2 separate regions of the Mus musculus genome follow, and region 1 is linked to region 2. A link is a contact called in public Hi-C data. All regions are on one chromosome and are shown on one strand. Each heading gives the region's core, a stretch centred on a gene start, on an enhancer-like site or on the middle of the called end of the contact. The rest is flanking DNA. Distances are from core to core; before and after follow the strand shown. Region 1 overlaps Gm33169 (a long non-coding RNA gene). Region 2 overlaps Zfp704 (zinc finger protein 704).

What was found. A called contact is a pair of places that touch in the nucleus more often than the background predicts.
Region 1: a Hi-C map of the G1E-ER4 cell line shows a contact between it and region 2, with 1.6 times the contacts expected there. The contact joins two enhancer-like sites. A contact is called at or near these places in 1 of 484 Hi-C or Micro-C datasets (the G1E-ER4 cell line), 3 of 115 datasets of contacts at active chromatin or transcription factors (bone marrow-derived macrophages, embryonic stem cells and microglia) and 1 of 9 other capture datasets (adipose tissue).

The regions. Positions count from the first base shown.
Region 1 is chr3:9,653,177-9,659,457 of GRCm38.p6, reverse strand. All of the region lies in intron 4 of Gm33169 (a long non-coding RNA gene), which reads left to right. It also overlaps the pseudogene Gm17806. Among named protein-coding and RNA genes, the nearest start is that of Gm33169, 6.8 kb to the left of the region's middle. Within about 2 kb of position 4,362, at least 40 of the 459 cell types and tissues checked have an H3K27ac peak or open chromatin away from gene starts, as enhancers often do. A contact at or near this core is called in the G1E-ER4 cell line, where this site is marked.
Region 2 is chr3:9,451,010-9,457,326 of GRCm38.p6, reverse strand. It overlaps Zfp704 (zinc finger protein 704), which reads left to right. Exons shown (of 9, transcript NM_133218.2): 5 at 4,963-5,063. Among named protein-coding and RNA genes, the nearest start is that of C030034L19Rik, 51 kb to the right of the region's middle. Within about 2 kb of position 2,331, at least 12 of the 459 cell types and tissues checked have an H3K27ac peak or open chromatin away from gene starts, as enhancers often do. A contact at or near this core is called in the G1E-ER4 cell line, where this site is marked.

The DNA.
Region 1 (6,281 bases), core at 3,113-5,612, 200 kb before region 2:
GGGGAAAGGGAAAGGGAAAGGGAAAGAGGAAAGAGGAAAGGAAAGGACTGTTCCTAGTACAGAGGAGGAGGAGAAAGTTTATTGTAGATGCATGGATGAGTCAAGAGAAGATATGACGAGACTGAGCTGGACATGTGGAGCTGGGGTGGAGGCCAGGGGTCGGAACAAGGAAGCCAAAGGTACAAAAGGGGCAGGTGGCCACAATGGGTGGATTATATGGGGAGGAGCTTCTGGGGAAGGGCTGGGAAGTTCATGGGGAGAGGGTGTAATATGGGAGCCATACCCTGTATCAGGTGTGGACTGAGGGATGCTGGGAGAACCTGGAGGCCTATGTTTAATAGGCACCTCGGCCTTTTGTCCAGGTGTGAGCTATAACAGATAGCCACATAACCCAATGAGCAGCACAGATAGAAAGAAAGATGCCCTAGGAGCGGCTGTGTGGGGTACCTACCTATGCTTCCTCTTGCTGAGTGAGCAATTTATACTTGCTGCTGCTTCCACTAACATCAGACTCCAGGCTCTTAGGCCTCCAATGTGTATTCAACACCAGTGAACATCTATGTGGGAACTAAAAAAGGGGAGCCCCGGGGAAAGAGGGGGAGGGAAAGGCCCCTGCCCCGCCAGAGTTTTCCCTACTCTCTGGTCAGTCAGGCGTGGGAGGGCTGCTACCTACCTATTCACTCACCCCTGGGTGGGCATTCCTCTATCCCACTCTTCAGGGGGTGGCCAAGGGGTAGCCCTGCCTGGGGACCCTGGAGCTACCTTGCTAAAGCCCCGGGGTTATAGGAGAGAGGGATGATGGAAGAGGTTCCAACACTGACCAGAGTGCGCAGCAGATCTTGACGGAGCAGAGACTCTCTATGGTTTAAGAGCTTTATTATAAAAATGCAGGGAGAAAGAGAGAAGGTAGAAAGAGGTGGGGGAGGCTAGAGGGAAAGAGAGTAAGAGAGAGGAGAGGAGAGGAGAGGAGAGGAGAGGAGAGGAGAGGAGAGGAGAGGAGAGGAGAGGAGAGGAGAGGAGAGGACAAAGAGAAAGGAGAGAGAGAGAAAATGGGTGAGAGTGAGGGGTAAGAGGCAGACAAGTAAGAGCATAAGAGATAAGAGAGAAAGCAGGGGCTGAACAGCCCCTTTTATGATCTTTACGGTTGCTAGGTAACTGGGGAGGAGTTTATCCTAGAGGTCAGAAGCTTGGGCCATTGCCTATGTGACTACTAACCATGCTTCTCTTGTGGGAGCTGTGCAGGAGTGGGTGGGGAGGTGGGGGGGGTGGAGGGTGGTAACTTAGCCAGGAGCATGAGGGAACGCCTACCATGTCATAAAGGTGAATTATGACCATCAGGGTTCAGACCTCAGCTCGACTGGAGACCAGCCTGCAATTCCCCACACATCTTGACTTTCAGCACTGGATTTGGGCAGCTTCAGGCAGCTGGCTTCCTGGACTGGCAGCTTCTGAGTTCTCAGCCTATCCAGTGCTGTAGACTGACATTGTTGGGCTCCTGTCATAGGAGCCAATCTAATAGGCATCCTTAAATAAATTCACATGCATTATGTTCCCAGCCTGATACCCATCCAGAGAGGGCTGAGATCGAGTGAGGTGGAGTCAGTAATGCACAGGGAAGATGTAGCACACATGGAGTTGTCAGTGTGAGATGCGAGTGTGATGACCCTCCCTTTTACACAGTGCTACCCAACTCACTGGGGAAAGGGTTGAAGCGCCCTCACCTCCATATGGTTTACATCTGAAACGGAAGGAGGACACTGAAGATGCTGATGTCACTGAGTAGGGAGGAGGTGAAAGGAGAGGAAAGAGGACTCAGAACATGTTTTGTGTATGGATATGTGATCTGGAAGATGGGCTGTCAAGTCATACCCATGCCCCTATATCAATTCTAGTACATTCCACCTAGGAGAGTTGGGTTGTTTTGTGAGACCCCGACTTAGAGTGTTTCTACCTGGAAGGTAAGGCCCCTGGATGTTCCCCAAGCTTGTTTTCCCTGATCTCTAAAAATGCAGGCAGAAAGAAGCTCTTTGTTCTCTATAGCCAGCAAAAAGCCTTTTTGTTTCTGTGCCTTACAGCCAGAGATGCGATAATTGTAGGAAGACCTACAAGGACATGGAGATAGAGGAGGCTGCAGCTCACTCCCCCCGCCCCTCGCCAGAAAGGAGCTGTAGCCAACTCTCCTCCCAACTCCTCCCAATTCCTCAGCCAGCTGTTAAAAGCCCCCTACTGTCACCACTCAGGGTCAAACTCCCCTGCCCTGGATGGCAGAGGGACTTTTGTCCTCAGCTAGCTGATAATAAAACCTCTTGCAGTTTGCATCAGGTGTGGTTTTCTCTCGGGACATTGGGGCGTTGGCCAGCTCATCCCGGGACTTGAGGGGAGGCCCAGCTTCAGGGGTCTTACAGTTTCTTGTTTGTTAGTTTAATCATTTTGGAGAAGGGGAAATCACACGTTAACAATCCATGATGCCAACTTCCTGTGGAGCTAAGCTCAGCAAAGAGAGACAAGTTCAACTTCCTTTTACCAGTATGAATGAAGAGGTACTTGGCTGGGCCACCATGTACCTCTTTTTGTCCACTTACGGGTCCATCGTACTGTTCTCCTGTGAAGACAGGAGTATGTCAATGAAAGAATGTTTGAAGCTCACTTAACTGTCTCTCACCCAGTAAGGTCCATTACAGAGCACTATCCAGCCATCCAGATAGTCGCCTTCACCTCCTTCCCCAAAGGCACTCACTTCCTGGTTTCCAGAAAGCCGTGTAGTAAAATGGTTGCTGTGCAGGTTTCCATCTGAGGTGGCGGGTGTCAGCTGGATGGGCTGCCTGCCTTTGATGGGGTTCCCTTTCACACACACTGGCAGTTTCCTGTACTCTCCAGTAACTGTTGCTGTTGTCCACAGATCTTACAGAGCAGTCAGTGACTGCTGCCCACTCCCTGTCATCTGCGTCTTGCTTTGTTCCATGTATGTCCTCACGGTGACTCTTCCTGGTCCCTCCAGATCTGGAGAGAATTCTTTTTTTTTTTTTTAAGATTTATTTATTTATTATATGTAAGTACACTGTAGCTGTCTTCAGAAGCACCAGAAGAGGGCATCAGATCTCATTATGGATGGTTGTGAGCCACCATGTGGTTGCTGGGATTTGAACTCAGGACCTTCAGAAGAGCAGTCAGCGCTTTTACCCCCTGAGCCATCTCTCCAGCCCAGGAGAGAATTCTTAATGTGCCATCACCTATATGTGCCTGAATTTAGGAGGAGACAGGCTCTCCATGAGAATCTGCACAATGAGCCTGGCTTGGACAAAGGTGATTCAGGTTCAGTAATTAATGGATGCTTCATCGCTTACAGAAAATCATCTGTGTATTCGAGGTACCCCCAAGTGGTGAAGCGGGCTTCAAACATTCTTCCACTGACATACTCCTCTCTTTGCAGGAGAACAATATGGTCCACCCATAAGTGGACAAGACTGGAATCAAGGCTGTTTATGAAAATATTGTTTAAAAAAAAAAAGAGGCTTCGTGACAGATATGTAGGTAAAGAAAAGGAAAGCCCAAGAACTTAATGGGGGATACTTTTAATGTTGGAAGAGCATGTAGGGAAACATGATGCTGATCCTTAAAGGACCAACACTCCCGTAACAGGAGTTAGTGAGAGCAAGGCACAAGAAAGCTGTTTGAACCAGGCAGTGGTGGCGCACGCCTTTAACCCCCCAAACTCAGGAGACAGAGGCAGGTGAATCTCTGCGAGTTTGAGGCCAGCCTGGTCTACAAAGCAAGTTCCAGGACAGCCAGGGCTACACAGAGAAACCTTGTCTGGAAAGAAAGAAGGAAAGAAAGAAAGAAAGAAAGAAAGAAAGAAAGAAAGAAAGAAAGAAAGAAAGAAAGAAAGAAAGTAAGTTAGTTGTTTGATTGATCGTAGGTTTATGTGACTCACAAGCCTTCAGGTTGAAGACCTGAAAAACCAAGATAAGGTTCACAATTTATGCTTCAGTTCTATAAAGACACTCAGGTAGAAGTGTGATTGAATAAGATGGAGCTGGGAGAGCCAGCAGAGCCTGTCTGTTCAGATTCTCCCAGAATTCTGTGGAGCACACCTTCCTTCCAGGCACAGGGCAGGATCCTTTCTGGAATGGTTTTAGCAGGATAGGTTAGGTCATTTTGCAAGGAGCAGTGGTTAGTCAGAAAGTCAGGAAAGGCAGGATCATGTTTTGGGGGGTTATGTCTGGTTTTAGAGAAAAGGGTTCTGGTTGCTATCTTCACATTGCAGGAGAGGAAGTCTAGCTTGTGTGGCTTGTGCAGAGGGAGTGGTCAGAGAGGGGCTGGGAGAGCTCTGTGGGCACCCTTGTTGCCTAGGACTTCCCCACAGACACCCCAACCTAAGCATTTGCATATTTTTCAGGCATTTAAGTAAAGGGTGGAGGAGACACTTAGGAACAGACAGTTGAAAGAAGAGAGAAAAAAAGTTCCAGACAATGGCAAAATTACTAAATGTATCCCAGATTCAAAATGGAGAACAGGCAAAAAAAACATGTCATTTAGGAATCCTTGGGTGTCTGTTGTCTTAAAAGTCTTTGAGGGATTCAAGTAGACAGCAGGCTCCCAATCAACTCATCTCCACAAGCAGACTGATATTCAAAGAGGAGTGGAGCAGAAGTCTTTGTTAATCATAATAAAGAATTTGCTGCATTCAAATGAAATACCAGCAAAGTGGAAGCAAGCCAGGGCAACACCAGTTTCCCAGGCGGGAATAAAGGCAGCACTGAGAAATTATAGAGCCTTCATCTCAATGTCTGTAATTTGCAAAATAATGGAAACAATAGCAGGGTAAGTTTGCCAAATACATTTACAAATGAGTATCATTCCCGTTAATCAAGCTAGAGATAACGAGCAAGGCTGCTGGGGAGTAGGGGAGGGGTCACAGCCCTCCCTCCCCCTTGATAGAGCCTGTGACACAGTGAATACATTAGATACATTAGATAAGCTTGACTTTAGCGTCCAGATGAATTTTCATCCAAGTGTGATGGTTAATACCCACCAACAACTTCACCGGATATGTAATTACATAGGAGACATACCCAGAGGCTGTGTTAATGAGAGTGTGAAAAGTTTAAAAGATCTGAAAAGATCCACCCTGGATATCTGTGCTCTATCCTGTGAGATCCTGAATGGAATACAAAGGTTTAAACCCAACAGCCCAGTGAGTGGTGCTATTCACATCCTCCTGGACTGTGGACTGGGTGGCCAGTCTCCTCCTGCTCCTTTGCCATGTTTTCCCCACCATGACAATCTGTATACCTCAAACCCGGAGCCCAAGTCAACCCTTCCTTCTTTAAGTCTCTCTTGCCTAGTGTTTGTCACAGCGGTGACAGAAACAACTGATTCACAATGGTCCCTAGTGCACCTGTTACAGACAAGGCTAAAACTGCAAGGAAAGAGCCAAATAGCCTCTGATAAATGAAGCCTCCCATGAATGCTGTCTGTCTGTCTGTCTCTCTGTGTGTCTTTCTCTGTGTCTCTGTCTGTCTGTCTCTCTTAAAGCCCAAATGAGACATAAAATTAGAAGGGCGGTTAAGCCATAAACTTCCTAGAACTTGGGTGACTGTCCTCGCAGGGGTCGCCTGGCCTGACAGGCTCTCCTTCCAAGTCCAGCAGCACCTCAGCAGCTTCCGGGATGCCCCTTCCGGCGCTCTTCCCACTCTTGTCTGGTGAGATGCAGCTGCAGAGCGGGCAGGGCATGCTGTCCCTTCCGGGACTCCCACAAACATGATTTTTCCACACTTACTTCTTGTATTGCATTTGATTTATGTAACTTGAATACTTCATTCATAGAGGAAAACTTTGAACTTTTAGAAATGATGTCATTTGGGGTAAGGTATAGCAGACCTGGGCCTAGGAGCTGCAGCCAGAGAAAGATCTTTGATCTTCCTGGATGCTAGGCACCACCAGCTCCTAGGCTCGTCTGTAGCGTCCGAGTGGTTCCAATGCCCTCCACTAGTTCCTTTTGCAAGGCCAGTTCCACCACTGTCCACGTAGATTTAAGAGCCAGCAGCTCCTCGTCCCTGGTTTTCTCCTTTCTTGATTCTTCAACCCGGAAATGCCAGTAATCCAGGCCAATGGGCTTAAACTCCCTAAATTTTACAAAATCCCCCTTTTCATCCATTGCCATTCGCACAGCTCAAGGCGGACATGTGTTCCTCCTTCCGTTGGTCAGGATCCCCAGGCCTGCGCTGGAATCCATCCACTTCTGTCTCTGTGGAGACCTCACATCAGTCTCAGTCAGTCAG
Region 2 (6,317 bases), core at 1,082-3,581:
TGATTCATTTTTAATATTTTATGCTCCTTTACTATGCTTAATTTCCAAAGGATATCTTGTATGTTTTGAAACAATTTAGTATTCCACATTAGATATAGGATCCTCAGTTATGGATAGTATTACATATTCATTAATGATATTTTTAGGGTATGAAAGGATATGAATTTTTGTAAAAGTTGAACAAAGTTTATGTGTATTATTTGATTCTCAAAATACTCAATATTATTAATATGTTTGATGTATAAAATTCATTTAATTAATAAAAAATTTAAAAAATAAATTTTAGTATTTAAAAAAACTTACAAATAACTATAAACATCACATTTTCACTTCCTCTCTCCCACAGAAATATTATTTATGTTCTTTGATAATATGTGTTCTTAATTGTTCAAGTTCTGGCAGAGGGCCATGGTACACTCAGGTAGCCTTAAAGTTTAGTCTTACAAAGGGAGTGAGCAGGCATGGTGGGAGAACCCAGAATCTAAGCCCATCCCCCCCACCACAGCCTGAGGAAGCGCCGGACCAGAGGGACTCCCAGAACCTTGGAATAACCAGAGCTCTAGAAGAAATGCAGCTCTAGAAGAAAACAATAACCACACACAGGTGTGGCCAGGAGAAGGGAATCGGGATTTTCTCCACCCTTCTGCATTCTGACATCACCTCCCATTGGCCACACCCACCACAAGCCGGTGGGCCTGAGCCCTTGATTGTACCCTGGGCCTCACGTGGGCACCGAGTGGGATAAGAGGTCAGAGCAGGATGGCCTGCAGAGCCAAGCAGGGCAAATTCTCTTCAGCCGTGTAAGCTTATGAACTGATGAGGTCGCCTGCTCAGTCCCACAAAGTAAAGTTAATTGGAAAAAAAAAGAAAGTACTGGGCCAGAGAGGTGACCCTGCAGTCACGAGCACTAAGTGCTGGGTTCTGTTCTAAGCACCAGAATCAGAGCGCACAGCTGCAGCTGCTGCGGCTGCAGGAGATCAGTGCATTCTGGCTTCATCGGGCCCTGCACAGCCATAGCACACACAGACAAGTCCACGTGGATAAAGAAGAATAGATTATTTTCAAAAAGAAATTAAAGAATGAAAAATATATTGTAGCTTCATTTTTAGCATGCTCAGTGTATAGGAATGGTATCAGCTGCTTTTTAGCATACTCAGTGTATATGGGATGGTGTCAGCTGCTTTTCTCTTGCTGTGATGAAACACCATGACTAAGGCAGCTTACTGCAGAGTTGGGTCCATGATAGTGAATATAAAGGGAGGGGCAAGAAACTGCGAGCTCACATTTTCAATCACAGCACAAAACAGAGAGAGAGAGAGCACCAGGCTTTGAAGACTCAACCCCCCCCCTCCCACTGGCATACTTCCTCCACTGGGACTATACCTCCTATCTTAGGGTTTACTGCTGTCAACAGACACTATGACCAAGGCAACTCTTCTTTGTTTGTTTGTTCATTATTAATAATTATATTATTATTTATTAATTATTTTATTTACATCCCAAATGTTGCCCCCTCCCAGAGTTCTTCCCCCCAACCCCTCCTCTTCGCCTATGAGAGGATGCCCCCCTCCAGTGTCCCTCCTCCCTGGGTCATCAGGTCTCTACAGGATTAAGCACATCTCTTCTACTGACAAGGCAACTCTTCCAAGAACAGCATTTAATTGGGCCTGCTTACGGGTTCAGAGGCTCAGTCCATTATCATCAAGGCAGGAGCGTGGTAACATCCAGGCAGGCACGGTGCAGGAGGAGCCAACAGTTCTACATCTTGATCGGAAAGCAGTTGGGAGACTGAGTCTTCTGCACTGGGCAGAGCTTCAGAGCCCACCCCCACAGTGATGCACTTCCTCCAGCAAGGCCACCCCTCCTAATAATGCCACTTCCCATGAGCCAACGGATTTAAACCACCACACCTCCTCAGCCTATCCTAACAGCTCAATCAACTGAGAAACCAAGTATTCAAACACCTGACCCAATGGGGGCCATTTTCACTCTTAAACAGCCACAGGGATTAACTTAGCTAAGCCCCATTACCAACCTAAAGATTGGTATGATGACTATCTTTTTGCATGTATGCTACAGCTTGAGTGTGATGTTCTCACCCTGTCTACACACACCCTTTTCCAAGAAGCTTATGTGTGAAGACTTGGTCTGCGGCTTGTAGTCATTCAGAATTTTTTTTAACCCATTGAGTCTAATTAGCTTTGCCCAAATTTGCATGGGTGTGGGGCCATCTACTCTTGTGTGGTTGCACCAGCCAGCAGCCACAGACTCCCCCTCGTCCAGCAGCCTGCCACTCTCAGTAGCTTCTCTGCTAGAGACAGGATCCCACTCACTTGGCAGTGCTGACTGGCTTGAGCTTGGGCACATCCTCTACAGCAGCCTCACAGCTCTAACTTGGTGAGCGCACAGTGTTGTCACGATCAGAAGACACTGTTTAGCTGTGGTCCTCCCCAGCCTCTGGCTGTACAGCCTTTCCCCCTCCCACCTCAGAGATGGTCCCTGAGCGTCATGGAGGAGGGGTGTAAAATCGATGCCTGACTTTTGGCTGAGCAAAGCACAGACACTTTGGCCCATTATCAGTGCCTGTATTAACTGCCATCAGCTGATAAGACCTGAGAGCCGCAGTCGTCAAATGCTTTGGCATAGTATAATCAAAAGACACAGGATTTGATACTTACATGCTGAGGAATGAGAATAAGAAAATTTTGTTTTATATAATTAAGCCATGTATGTTTCTATAAGAGCAGAAAACTTTCTATGTACTGTAAAACACTGCAATTATAACATATAGTAGGCTTCAAAGCTGAATCCAGATGTTCAGGGGTATAGGCATTGGGTGGCGTAACAACATGTGCTATACAGAGTGTGTATGTGTCTGGTGTGTGTGTGTGAGAGTGAGAGAGAGATGTATGTATGTATGTGTGGTGTGTGTGTGTGTGTGTGTGTGTGTGTATGGTGTATATCTGTGTGTGATGTATATGTTGTGTATGTGTGTGTGTGGTGTGTATGTATGGTATGTGTGTCTGGTGTGTATGTATGTGGTGTGTGTGTGTATGTGTGGTATGTGTGTATGGTGTGTATGGTGTGTATGTGTGTGTGGTGTATGTGTGTGTGTGTGTGTGTGTGTGTGTGTGTAGTGTATATGTGGGGTGTTTATGTGTATGTTGAGAACAAAGCCTACAGTGAAGTTAGGCAATACCCCATGGGTAAGGGTTCCCAGAGACACTTCAGAATTACTCTGCTTTTAGTATTGAATTAATTGTGATCATTGTTGTTTGGAAACTGTTTGCTGGGCAGAGAAGGTAGCTCAGCTGGTGATGTGCTTAGGAGGACTTTAGCTTAGTCCCCATGTGTAAACAGTGTATAAAAGCTAGGCTCAACTGCATACACTTGTAACCCCAGTGCTGAGGTGGGTACCAGCAGCTCCTGGGGGGCTTGCTGGCCGACCAGCCTAGTATTCATGGAAAGTTCTAAGTACTGAAAGACCTTGCATCAAACAATCAGGTGGGTGATGCCTGAGAAGCAGCCCCCAAGGCTGTGCTCTGTCCTCTGCTCGCATGTCTTCCTGTGCACATACCCATGTCCCCTCACACAGTAATACAGCCACAAAAAGGAAAACTATTGCTGAGTTATTCCAGATTGAGTTATCTTGCGTGTTGCATGACTGCAGCAAAGGCTATAAATTAATCAAGTGTTTTAATGTTATGATACTTTAGTCTACAGGCAGTAGACACAGCTCAGCAGGTAAGGTAACTTGCCCACCTGGGCCTGAAGACAAGCGTTTGATTCCCAGGACCCACATGGTAAAACAAGACTCCTGCCTTCCACATGCAAGCAAACCATGGCATAGGTACTACCTCTGTCTCAGTCACCGTTCTATGCTGTGAAGAGCCACCATGGCCAAGGCAACTCTTCGAAGAGAAGGCATTTAATTGGGGGCTTGCTTATAGTTTCAGACGTTATTTTATCATCATCATGGCAGAGAGAATGGCAGCATGCAGACAGACATGGTGCTGCAGAAGTAGCTGAGTCCTAAATCTTCATTCATAAACAGAGATAGACTGGGCCTGATGTGGGCTTTTGAAACCTCAGTTCCTAGTCTCAGTGGCGGCCACATTTCCTAAGTGACGAAGTATTCAAATCTGTGACGCTAAGGGAGGCATTCTCATTCAAACCACTACACCCCTCACACACATGCACACATGTAAACATACAAACTGAACACAATTTCATTCCAGGGGAACTGCTTGCTTAGCTTGTCCAAGCCGCTGAGACCCATCTGAGCACTGCAAAAATGTAAAAGTGCAGACCAGGGCACGATGACAGTAATTCAATGACAGCTGCTCTAGGGGGTGATCACCCCAGATGCCGTTCTGCTGGTTCCTGCCCATGGCATCATGGAGGCTTTACGCTCATCTGTAGGACGTTGTATTACAGTTCCTGTTTTGTGATCAATAGCACTGTGGTGGGGGGAAAAAAAAAGAACACCGTGGTGGTCAGAACAGGCCCATGTGGTGGCCTCGTGAAGCCCGTGGTGGGCTCAGTCACTGTGCTAGGAGGCATTTGGAAAATGCTAAACCCTCACTGAGGAGCGTTGTGTAATTGTGTGCTGGGTAAAGTTTGGCTTCTGCAGCAGATCCCAGGTTTGCTCCTTGAGTCTCTGAAACTCTTTAGCATGGAGGCCACTAGCAGCATCGGTCTCTGGGGATCAACTGCTTAGAACAGCACTCCCCCCACTAATCACTTAGTTTAAGTACTTTCAGGGTGTCCCCAGTGGTTCTTAGGAAGAAATGGAAGTTGTCTGGGTTCACCCAGCTCTTTGCCCACTGGGAAAGCCCAGAGCGGAGATTCCGGTTGTCAGGAAGATGGAGAGCGAGCAAAGGATATAGCACGCAGTGGGGACGAGAGGGAGACTGGATGGACTTGCTTGCATGGTGATGTTGTCCTTACCTCTTCCTGTAGAACTCCATGAAGGTGATGTTCAAATGCCTTTGGAAAAGCTGTGGCAAGGTGCTGAACACAGCTGCCGGCATCCAGAAGCACATCCGGGCTGTCCACCTCGGGTAAGGCAGCGCGCCCTCTGTCCACCTCGGGTAAGGCAAGACAGCGCGCCCTCTGCCACCTTGGGTAAGGCAGCGCGCCCTCTGTCCACCTCGGGTAAGGCAAGGCAGCGCGCCCTCTGTCCACCTCGGGTAAGGTAAGGCAGCGCGCCCTCTGCCATCTCGGGTAAGGCAAGGCAGCACGCCCTCTGTCCACCTCGGGTAAGGCAAGGCAGCGTGCCCTCTGTCCACCTCGGGTAAGGCAAGGCAGCGCGCCCTCTGTCCACCTCGGGTAAGGCAAGGCAGCGCGCCCTCTGTCCACCTCGGGTAAGGCAAGGCAGCGCGCCCTCTGTCCACCTCGGGTAAGGCAAGGCAGCGCGCCCTCTGTCCACCTCGGGTAAGGCAAGGCAGCGCGCCCTCTGTCCACCTCGGGTAAGGCAAGGCAGCGCGCCCTCTGCCATCTCGGGTAAGGCAAGGCAGCGCGCCCTCTGTCCACCTCGGGTAAGGCAAGGCAGCGTGCCCTCTGCCATCTCGGGTAAGGCAGCGCGCCCTCTGCCACCTCGGGTAAGGCAAGGCAGCGCGCCCTCTGCCACCTCGGGTAAGGCAAGGCAGCGCGCCCTCTGTCCACCTCGGGTAAGGCAAGGCAGCGCGCCCTCTGTCCACCTCGGGTAAGGTAAGGCAGCGCGCCCTCTGCCATCTCGGGTAAGGCAAGGCAGCACGCCCTCTGTCCACCTCGGGTAAGGCAAGGCAGCGTGCCCTCTGTCCACCTCGGGTAAGGCAAGGCAGCGCGCCCTCTGCCACCTTGGGTAAGGCAGCGCGCCCTCTGCCACCTCGGGTAAGGCAAGGCAGCGCGCCCTCTGTCCACCTCGGGTAAGGCAAGGCAGCGCGCCCTCTGTCCACCTCGGGTAAGGCAAGGCAGCGCGCCCTCTGTCCACCTCGGGTAAGGCAAGGCAGCGCGCCCTCTGTCCACCTCGGGTAAGGCAAGGCAGCGCGCCCTCTGTCCACCTCGGGTAAGGCAAGGCAGCGCGCCCTCTGCCATCTCGGGTAAGGCAAGGCAGCGCGCCCTCTGTCCACCTCGGGTAAGGCAAGGCAGCGTGCCCTCTGCCATCTCGGGTAAGGCAGCGCGCCCTCTGCCACCTCGGGTAAGGCAAGGCAGCGCGCCCTCTGCCACCTCGGGTAAGGCAAGGCAGCGCGCCCTCTGTCCACCTCGGGTAAGGCAAGGCAGCGCGCCCTCTGTCCACCTCGGGTAAGGTAAGGCAGCGCGCCCTCTGCCATCTC